Regions from separate parts of the Ovis aries genome. Here region 1 is linked to region 2. A link is a contact called in public Hi-C data. All regions are on one chromosome and are shown on one strand. Each heading gives the region's core, a stretch centred on a gene start, on an enhancer-like site or on the middle of the called end of the contact. The rest is flanking DNA. Distances are from core to core; before and after follow the strand shown. Region 1 holds the start of P2RX1 (purinergic receptor P2X 1). Region 2 overlaps ITGAE (integrin subunit alpha E).

Region 1 (4,550 bases), core at 1,940-4,439, 150 kb after region 2:
TGTGTGCAGCCAGACCTCTCTCCTTCCCTGACCAGAGCAGGCCAGACAGGGACATGTCCCAGCATACCCCATGTATGGACCTGTGAGGTCGTGAATGACAGCCCACTGCCAGCACACCTCCAGTATGGAGAGCTCATGACCTCCCAGGAGACGGCTCTAACTGTAAATTAACTCTGAATTTTAAATATTATTCCTTTATTCATTTATTTTTGTCTGCACTAGGTCTTTGTTGCTGCGTGCAGTCTTTCTCTAGTTGCAGTGAGCGGGGGCTACTCTCTAGTTGTCGTGCTGAGCTTCTCATTGCTGTGGCTTCTCTCGCTGTGAAGCACAGCCTCTAGGGTGCACAGACTTCTGTAGTGGCAGCTCACAGGCTCTAGAGTGCAAGCTCAGTGATTGTGGCACATGAGCTTAGTCGCCCCGAGGCATCTTCCCAGACTAGGGACTGATCCTGTGTCCCCTGCACTGGCGGGTGAATTCTTAACCACTGGCCCAACAGAGAACTCCTAACCGTCTTACCATGCTCAATCGCTCAGTCATGTCTGACTCTCCTACCTACTGTGGACTGCAGCCCCCCAGGCTTCTCTGTCCATGGAATTCTCCAGGCAAGGATACTGGGGTGGGTTGTCACGTTCTCCTCCAGGGGATCTTCCCAACACAGAGATTGAACCCGCGTCTCCTGCCTTACAGGCAGGTTCTTTACTGTCTTAACCACCAGGGGAGCCTTGGGAGGTGGGAGTAATTAAAGAAAGGCCATTCCTCTTCAGGAAAGAGCAAATTATTCAGCCTTCAGGCAACATCTTTAGAGGGTTTCCCAACCCCCTGCTCCATGAAACAGTTGAGAAATCGAGACCTCAATGGCTGTGGGTGCCTGGCTGAGCCGTCTGTGCAGTGATGGGAAGTGGCCAGATGAGGGAGCCAGAGACAGCAGGAGTCGCAGCCCCAGCGGGAGTTTGAGGGTCAGGTTAGGGGGTGTTTCAAAGGGACCCTGCCTTCCTCCCTCTGCTTTGTGACTTGGGCAGGTCAGTGCCCTTCTGTGAGCATGTTTCCTTTCCAGGATATCAAGGCCGACTTTGGAGCCACACAGCTGGATTATGATCCTGATCCTGCCTCTTTGTAGCTGTGAAAACCTGGCTAACTCAGTGTCTGAGTCTTAGCAACCCTAAGGAGTGCACTGACTGGGGAGGGAGGGAGAGAGGTCCCCATCCCTGGAGGCATGTGTTCAGCACCGGGTGGTGCCCTGGGGCATATGCTGTAGCTGGGGGTGGGGTGGGAGGACTGTCCCCTTTCCCTCTGACAGTTTGCGACCAACACACAGGAGGCATGGCGTTGCTCCCAGTGCTGATCCAGAAGCAGAAACAGGGAACCACAGGGGCTGCAAGGAGGACAACGTTTTCCCAGTCTCTAGGGGCAAGGGGTCGACTGGGCCCGGCTGGGCAACCCCTCCCTTCCCAGGAGGGTCAGGAGTGTGGCTAACGGTGAACCCATTAGAGGGGTTCGCCCTCGTGAGGTGGGAGAGGAGGAAGCTGGGGATTAGGAGGCCCTGGTTCAAACTGGGACTGGAGGCTGACTTGCTGCGTGACCTAGAAATTCCACTGCTCCCCTCTGGGTCCGTTTCCCTCACAAGTTCAGTGATACTGCAGATATCAAATTGGTTTGTGGACAGAAGGCTGAGGCTGAAAGGTCTCTGTGGCTGTGCTCTACCTGCTCGGTTCTGAGGCTTCGGGGACCGGATGGAGCCGAAGTGAGACTGTTTTGGATGATAAGGCCTGGGGGGACCAGGACTATGTGGTCGCCATTTGGCTCCTGGTCAGCCCGCCCTGGTTTGGTCTCACAGCAAAAATGGGGATGTGGAGACCAGAAGGGCAGGGTTACTGGTGCCCTAGATCCCCCAGCAGGGGCTGAACCCCCTTCAGTGGCCCTGGGGCCTCCGGGAGCCCTCTGTGGGGTCACTGTAAGTGCACCTCCCCTGCCCTGCTCACCGCCCCCCTACCCACACACCAGGGCACTCAGCCCCAGAGACACATCCCACAGCCACACCCGATAAGCAGGTGCCCAGACACATGAAGGCACACTCACCCCACGCAGAGCTCTGGGTATGCCACACACGCATCCACACACCACGCGTGTGATCACACAAGCACCTGCTAAGACAGCCAGGAAGATGGCCTTTGTGTGGACCCCAGAACAGCAGCCCATAGGTGAGTCCCGCCTACTTCTGCCCCTGCAGCCCTGGGAGGGTGGGATAGGTCCCATGATGCCCAGAAAGGGGCTGTCATCCCCAGGGCTAGAACCGACTTCCAACCTTCGTGTGACATGGCGCCTTTAAGGCACCAAGTGTTCTGAACCTGCAGGTGTCTCTGCTCAGTCTAGAGCAACCCAGGATGCCTCTAGTTCAGGCAGGCAGATGGGAGCAGGGTCTATCCCACACTGGCTTGTAAGGTGGGGCACTGCTTCCACCCCTCAGCAGTGCATTGGGAGGTCAGAGGTGGAAGGGCTCTGTGGGAAGCCGCTCGAGGGAACCGTTAGCTGTGAGTCAGTTCCTCAGAGCCCAACGGCTTAACCTCTTGTCGCCATATGACTGGGAGCAGGGCTGCCCCTCATCCCTGCGTCCCTGTCTCGGCAGCAGGTTAGCAGGTTCCCATTCCTTCTGAAGGGCACCAGAATGGTTTGTCAGGAGGGATGAGAGCCACGAGAGAAAGAAGGGCTCTCTGGGGCTCATGGGAGGCATCGCAGAGCCTGGAGGACAAGCCCTGGCTGGGGTCTGGTGACGGGGGGCAGCAGGGAGGGGGGTCCACACTTACCCAACGACGTAGACCAGGACCACGAGCTGGATCAGGCGGAAGACGACGCCCACCTTCTTGTTGCGCACAAGCACCATCCGGGGGGTGTCGTACTCGAAGAAGAAGGCAGCCAGCTCATCCTGGATCCGCTGCGCCATGGTGGCCAGGCTGGGGGCTGAGAACCGAGCCCCTTGCAAAGCCCTGGCTCCCCAGGGGTGAGCCAGGCGTCAATACTCACAGCGTCTACAGAGGTGAAGCTTCTAGGGCTTCCCCAGCCCCTCACAAAGAGCAGGGCGGAACAGGTGGGCCCAGAGGTCAGGAGTCAGAGGTCGGTTGGCAACACTTGAGTTGGATGGGAGCGTCCTTGGGTGGTCAGAGCTGCTCTTGGCCCCTGGCAGGCGATGGACTGTGGGCCAGCCGTGCCTGTGGACAAATAAATTCCCAAAGATAGATGGGGGCGGGGCTGGAGGGGGGCCACCCAGGCCCAGCCCCATTGCCCCTCCTGACTCGGCCTGGGCGGCCCGGCTGGGCCTCCGGAAACAGAAGTTGTTGGCAGGAAACCATGGGCCACACGTCATAAGGCAAAGATAAAGCCATCAGCCCCCCACAAACCTGGCAGAAGAGAGCTGGGGGCTCAGGCCAGGGCCTGGCTGGAGTGGCCTCTGGCAGAAGCCCTCCCCACACCAGGGACTCCTCCCGTATCCAAACATCCTCCCTGCCCTCCCTTGGCCCCCAGGTGGAGCACGCAGGCCCTGGGGCTCTGCAGCCAGGAGGGCAGAGAGGAAAGACGGCTGCTTCCTGGCTGGCTCCCTGACACTTGCTGAGCCCGAGGCAGGACCCCCACCCCGACCTCCCAGACCCCCTTCCATCCATCTGCCCCTCTGGATCTGAGCCTGGCCTGTGCCCAGTCAACTTCAGCACTGGGCTGGCATCTCCGACCTCCCACTGCTCCTGTCCTGGATTCACCTCCACTACCCTGAAACCAGCATTTCTGGGTACCTGGGTGCAGGTACCCAGACAGGATAAGGGCCACATCTATTACATGTCATGGACGGGCTCCCCGAGTTGAGCTTGGAAAGCTTGATGTGAGACTGTCTCGGTGCCCACTCCCAGCTCTGCTGCCTGCTAAAGGGCCCGGCACCTTGCCTCACCTCCCTTCTTCCTCCTCTGTGAAACCGGGAGATAGTGAGCTTTCTTCATAAGTCGAAATCCCGGGGATGGGTCCTGACAACACTGAGGACCAAGAAACTGAGGCGGCTCTTGAGCTTGGGGTGCAGCCCCTCTGCAGTCCCTGCACACGCCCCCAGCCCAGGCTCTGAACACAGGGGTCCCCGGGGGCTGGGCTGGGTTGGGGCAAGTCCTGTGTGAGCTCTCAGAACACCAGAGCTGGAAGCTTCCCCGCAGCTCCGCCTCATTCTGTAGGTGAGGAAACCGGAGCTAAGAGAGGAGAAGTGAATTGCCCAAGCTCACCCTGCATGGTACAGAAAGCCCCCGCTTGAAGCAGGAAGGTCTCCCCGGCCCTCCCTCAGCCCAGGCAGGGTGTTCTCAGGGTTCCCTCAGCCCTTCCCCCTACCCTGTCCAAGCTGCCCCACCCTGAAGTCTGATAGGAGTCTTCTTCCTGGCGGGGCTGTAACTGGGAAATCACTCTGGGCCCGGAGCCAGGCCCCAGGGCTGGGAATCCCAGCCTCTTGTCTGGGTAGAGCGGCCTTCTGGACAGCAAGGGACCCCCCACCCAGAGGGCAAGCCTGCAGCTCCTTCCAGCTGGCCCCC
Region 2 (4,734 bases), core at 1,890-4,389:
ACACACTCAAAAATAAACACAAATGTTATTTCTGACATGTCTAGAGAACTGTGCCTTTCCCCTCCTCCAGGGAGGAAAGCAGAGGAGCTAATGTTGAGCAATCCACTCTCACCCTCTTGACACTCAGGCTTCACTAAAGAGCTCACAGGTGGACCATTTCTGGCGCTAGCAGCCACCTAGGGCAAGTGTCAACAAGAACGACAGCCCCGCTGGGGCACATACAGTCTTCAGCCCACAGATCACAAAGGTCAAAGGTCAGTCTGATTTGCAGTCACATGTAAAACCTCTGCAAAACAAACCCAAGGGTTCCAGGACTTAGTTTAAGACTTACAAGAGAATTCTGCGCTCATGAGTATTGTAACCGTGGGCCACTGTAACTAAACACTGGTGTCACACACTAGGAAGCGAGTTAATACATATAATTAAAAAACTTCTCAACTAGGAAATACAAAAATTTTTCAAATCAAAATATACATAGATAGGTGTTGATTCCAGCCTAGTTGCAACAACTGAGACTTCCTCTGCTTAGGCCTCTTATTCAGTTGCCTCATTTCAGAGACAGAAAAACTTAGGCAGAAACTGAGTAACTCAAGGTCATAGACACAGCGAGTTGCAGAGTCAAGAGCAGAGGTGATAAGACTGAAACAGGAAGAGGGCAATAGCAAGCGCCTATTTGTACAAGGGCGCTAAAGCCAGGCACAGGCTTCCCAGGACAGCACCCAGAAAACACCCAGGGATTACCTTAGTTCTGTGGTTCTCTGTGTTGAGCCCCTCATACAGAGATTTGTTGAAAGATATTTCACCAAGGATCTGCAGCTCAGTCACATCTCTTAGTAACTATAAGATGGGGGAGAAAAAAAAAGAAACATATTTTAGACATGGACCTACGTTTTTCGGGAGGGGGAGGGGAGTTAACTTTTTTTTTAATTGGAGTATAGTTGATTTAAAATAGACTTCTAAAAAAAATGGACTTACAATTCCTGGACAGCATCATTCCTTACGTTTCTGTTTTTTTGGGATCTTAGTTCCCTGACCAGGGATCGAACCTATACCCCCTGCACTGGAGGGCAAAATCTTACCAACTGGACTGCCAGGGAAACCCCCCCTCCCCTGTCATCTTTCCCTTTAAATGTGTTCCTTCTCCAGTATTCCTCAAGTCTAAAGAATGGCCTCAGCAACCACTAAGTTTCCCAAGCCAGAAACCTAGTTAAACCTCAACTTCTTTTCCCTTACCGTTTACCTCACACCACACTCCCATCCCCAAGTCAGTTCTTAATGATTCTTTTCTTTTTTCAGTCTCTCTGAACACCTGCCCCTTTTCCTCCATTCTCACTGCTACTTCTTCAGCTCACATCCCATCATTCTCACCTGGATCATCACAAGATGTTAAACTTGACTTTAGTTCCTACTTTTAAATGAGTGATCAGGGAAAGTCTCGCTAAGAAGGTAACATGTGAATTACACATAAGAAAAAAGCACACACATGAAGATATAGAAGAAAAGCTGTCTTATGCAGAAGGAACAGCAAGTACAAAGGTCCAGTGGCTAGAACAATATCTGCAAGCTAGAGTCTAAGAAGCAGGGAAGACGAAAGTATTAGGAGATGGAGGAGAAAGCGGAAACCAGATCATAGGATGCCTGGGACACCACCAAAAAAGACAAATTTTAGTCTAAGTGTATACGATTTTTTTTTTAAAGCAGATAAGTGGTATAGTGTTTGCTTTTTAAAAATAACTGTTCCATGAAGAATGTCGGTGAAGGTCATGGCAAAAGCACAGGCAAGAAAAGCAGAGATGAGGCTACGGCAGTGAATCCAGCAAGAGGTGGTGACCTGAACAGCAGCAGCAGTGGAGACACACAGAAGCGAATGGATTTAGAATATATCTGGGGGTGGGTAGAATGATCGAGGTTGCTGCTGGAACAGATAAGCGGATGTAAGAAAAAGGATCGGATTTCTCTGGTGGTCCAGTGGCTAAGACTCAGAGCTCCCAATGCAGGGAACATGGGTTGGATCCCTGGTCAGGGAACTAGATCCTGCAAGCCACAACTAAGACCTGGCGCAGCCAAATAAATAAATGTTTAAAAAAGAAAAATTAAGGAAAAGGAGTCGCCACAAGGAATTCCTAGAATCCCTAGTAAGTCAGCAGTGTAAGGGTATCCCAGATGGCTCAGAGGTAAAGAATCCGCCTGCCAATGCTGGAGCAGCAGGAGACGCGGGTTCCATCCCTGGTTCGTGAAGATCCCCTGGAGGAGGAAATGGCAACCCACTCCAGTATTCTTGTCAGGATAATCCGATGGACAGAGGAGCCTGGTGGGCTGCAGTCCGCCGGAACGCAGAGTCGGACACCCCTGAGCACGCAAGCAACTGCTAAGTTACCCTAGATAGTTACCCTGAGAGAGTGAGGAAGCAACAGGCTGGAGCAGTAGATGGATCAACAGTCCTGCTTTGGGCACGTTATATTTGGAGATGCTATTAATATTATCGTTTCCAGGGAAGATGCCCGAGAAACGAGGATTAATCAAATCCTAAGTACCTGCTTTGGCTGATTCAAGGAGAGCTCTGCAGCCACGGTTACATTTTCTTTATCCGAGGTGACCTTACAGCTCACTGAATGCCATTCTTCCACAAGCTGAAAGAGGATGGGTGTTAATTAGCACGATCTATTTATGGGGTGGGAAAGCTGGGAATTTTAACACTTAGCACACAGACAACCTCAAGGTCGAGGAATAAAGGGTGTGAGCAGTTTCTGCCTTCATTTGGTTCCAGCAAAGCCGCAACCCTAGCAAAAGTGAGCCGGTGAAGAGGCTAAGGGGCGCCTCAGGAACGTTCGGGCTGTGCTTTCAGGGGAAACCTCGCAAGTACAATCCCGGCGTCTCACGGCACCCGCTTCAGGCCCTCCTCTCTCCCCCATGACCCCCTCCCTCCGGTCTTTGGGATGACTGCGCTCACCTGAACCAGATCGCTCCCACAAACTTGCTCGTGAGCCTGAGTGCACACGGTGTGGGCCTGAAACGACAACCACCCCAGGCCATCACCACAACACAACGAAAAAGCCAAACCGCCAGAGTTACCCGCCCCCTCCCACTTCTCGCGAGATCCGTCGTGATTGCGCGGACGGCCGGGCGCTAGGACCCGGCGGGCAGGCGCGTCCGCGTCTCGAGGAAGTCTCGCGGTGCTGTTAGCATTTGAACTGCCTGGCGGGTGCAGGCCATGGCGGCGTCACTCCCGCCACCCGCGAGTGGGCTCTTCCGAACGTACGGGGCAGCCGGCGGCGGGAGGCCGCGGCGGCGGCCGGGCCTGGCAGCCGTACAGTGGTTCCCGCCGCAGGACCGGAAGCGTTTCTTCAGCAGCAGTAGCAGTGACGCCAGCAGTGGCGGCCCCTCGCAGTCTGTCGTCTCCGACGATCCTGACGACCCCGACTTCCCCGGCAGCCCGGTGGGTCCGCAGCGGAAGCGCGCTGGCGCCCGACTCGCCAAGGGCCGGCCGAGTCAGATCGCGACTCCGAGACGCCTGAGGCTGCGATCGCGGTGCCCGCAGAAGTGCAGCACCCCCTGCGGCCCGCTAGGACCGCCGTCCTTTCCCAACGGCAACCCGGGCTGCCTGAGCCCGGACCTCAGTGTGTGCGGCCAGCCCAGGGACGGCGGCGAGCTGGGCACCAGTGCCTCCCTGTTCAGCTCTCTGGCCTCTCCCGGCCCCGGGTTCCCTGCGGCAGAAGACAGCATCTGTACCGACCCTTCCACCTTTCTGGATGCAGCCTCAGAAGCTCCGAGCAACTTCCACCTCCCAGAAGCCTCCCTGGACCAGGCACCCCTCCCCTGTTCCCAGGACGCAGCGACAGGAGGAGGCAGGCTCACCAAGTTGGCCCACCAAGCCCAGGCCAGCCTCAGGTCAGCTCTCTTTAGCTTTTTGGACTCAGGAAATCCTGAGGATTCCGAGCTTAGGACAGATGGGAAGAATTTGCAGGAGTTCTGCCATGACAGGGAACTGGTGGGGAGGAGGCAGGAGAGCCCAGGTTTATCAGGCAGGGGTAAGAAGAGGGCCACCGACCAGGACTCTTGTCGAGAGATTGAGTCTCAAGGGTCTGTCCATATAGAATACGAGGAGGCCCGTGGGTGCAAGGCTGGAATCGCACCTGGGAAAAACAACTGGCCTGAGAGAACCAGGCTAAGCCGAAAAAGGAAGCATCAAGGGACAGCAGAAACCTCCCTCCTCCATCACTGCCAGGTTACAAAAGGCCAAAAGATGGAAGACGGTTCATGTGTCACCCAGGACCTGACTCGTTTACAGAATGCCTGCTCTTGGACCAAAACCAGAGCCTCCTTCAGTTTCCACAAGAAGAAGATCGTGACAGCTGTGTCTGAAGTGTGCAGCTGCATCACCCTGGGCAGTTCTCTGTCTGAGTCCCTCGTATCAGAATATTCACACCACCCTGTTCAGAACAGAACAAGCTGTGCTCTGTCCCCCCGGCACTCTTCCTCTATGTATTTGCTAACCCCCTTAAAGACACAGCAGGTCACAGACAAAAAGACATCTGATGCAGAAAAGCTTTATGGAGAATGCAATCAGGTGGGTCCCATCCCCTTCGGCGACTACCTCTCCGAAGAAAAACTGGAATGCTGTGAGAAGATTGGAGAAGGGGTGTTTGGTGAGGTGTTTCAAACAGTTGCTAACCACACACCTGTAGCCCTAAAAATCATTGCTATCGAAGGACAGGACTTAGTCAATGGAGCTCA

The links. Hi-C and Micro-C count contacts between places; a contact is called where the count stands out from the background.
Region 1: a Hi-C map of liver shows a contact between it and region 2, with 2.5 times the contacts expected there. The contact joins the promoter of P2RX1 here to the enhancer-like site in region 2. A contact is called at or near these places in 5 of 16 Hi-C or Micro-C datasets (hypothalamus, liver, retroperitoneal adipose tissue and 1 more).

What each region holds. Positions count from the first base shown.
Region 1 is chr11:24,422,540-24,427,089 of ARS-UI_Ramb_v3.0, forward strand. P2RX1 (purinergic receptor P2X 1) reads right to left here and starts at 3,190. Exons shown (of 11, transcript XM_060395333.1): 1 at 2,802-3,190. The coding sequence starts at 2,938.
Region 2 is chr11:24,275,287-24,280,020 of ARS-UI_Ramb_v3.0, forward strand. It overlaps ITGAE (integrin subunit alpha E), which reads right to left. Exons shown (of 30, transcript XM_060395331.1): 27 at 2,951-3,007; 28 at 2,535-2,630; 29 at 742-837. Among named protein-coding and RNA genes, the nearest start is that of P2RX5, 13 kb to the left of the region's middle. Within about 2 kb of position 3,140, at least 35 of the 54 cell types and tissues checked have an H3K27ac peak or open chromatin away from gene starts, as enhancers often do. A contact at or near this core is called in hypothalamus, liver and tail adipose tissue, where this site is marked.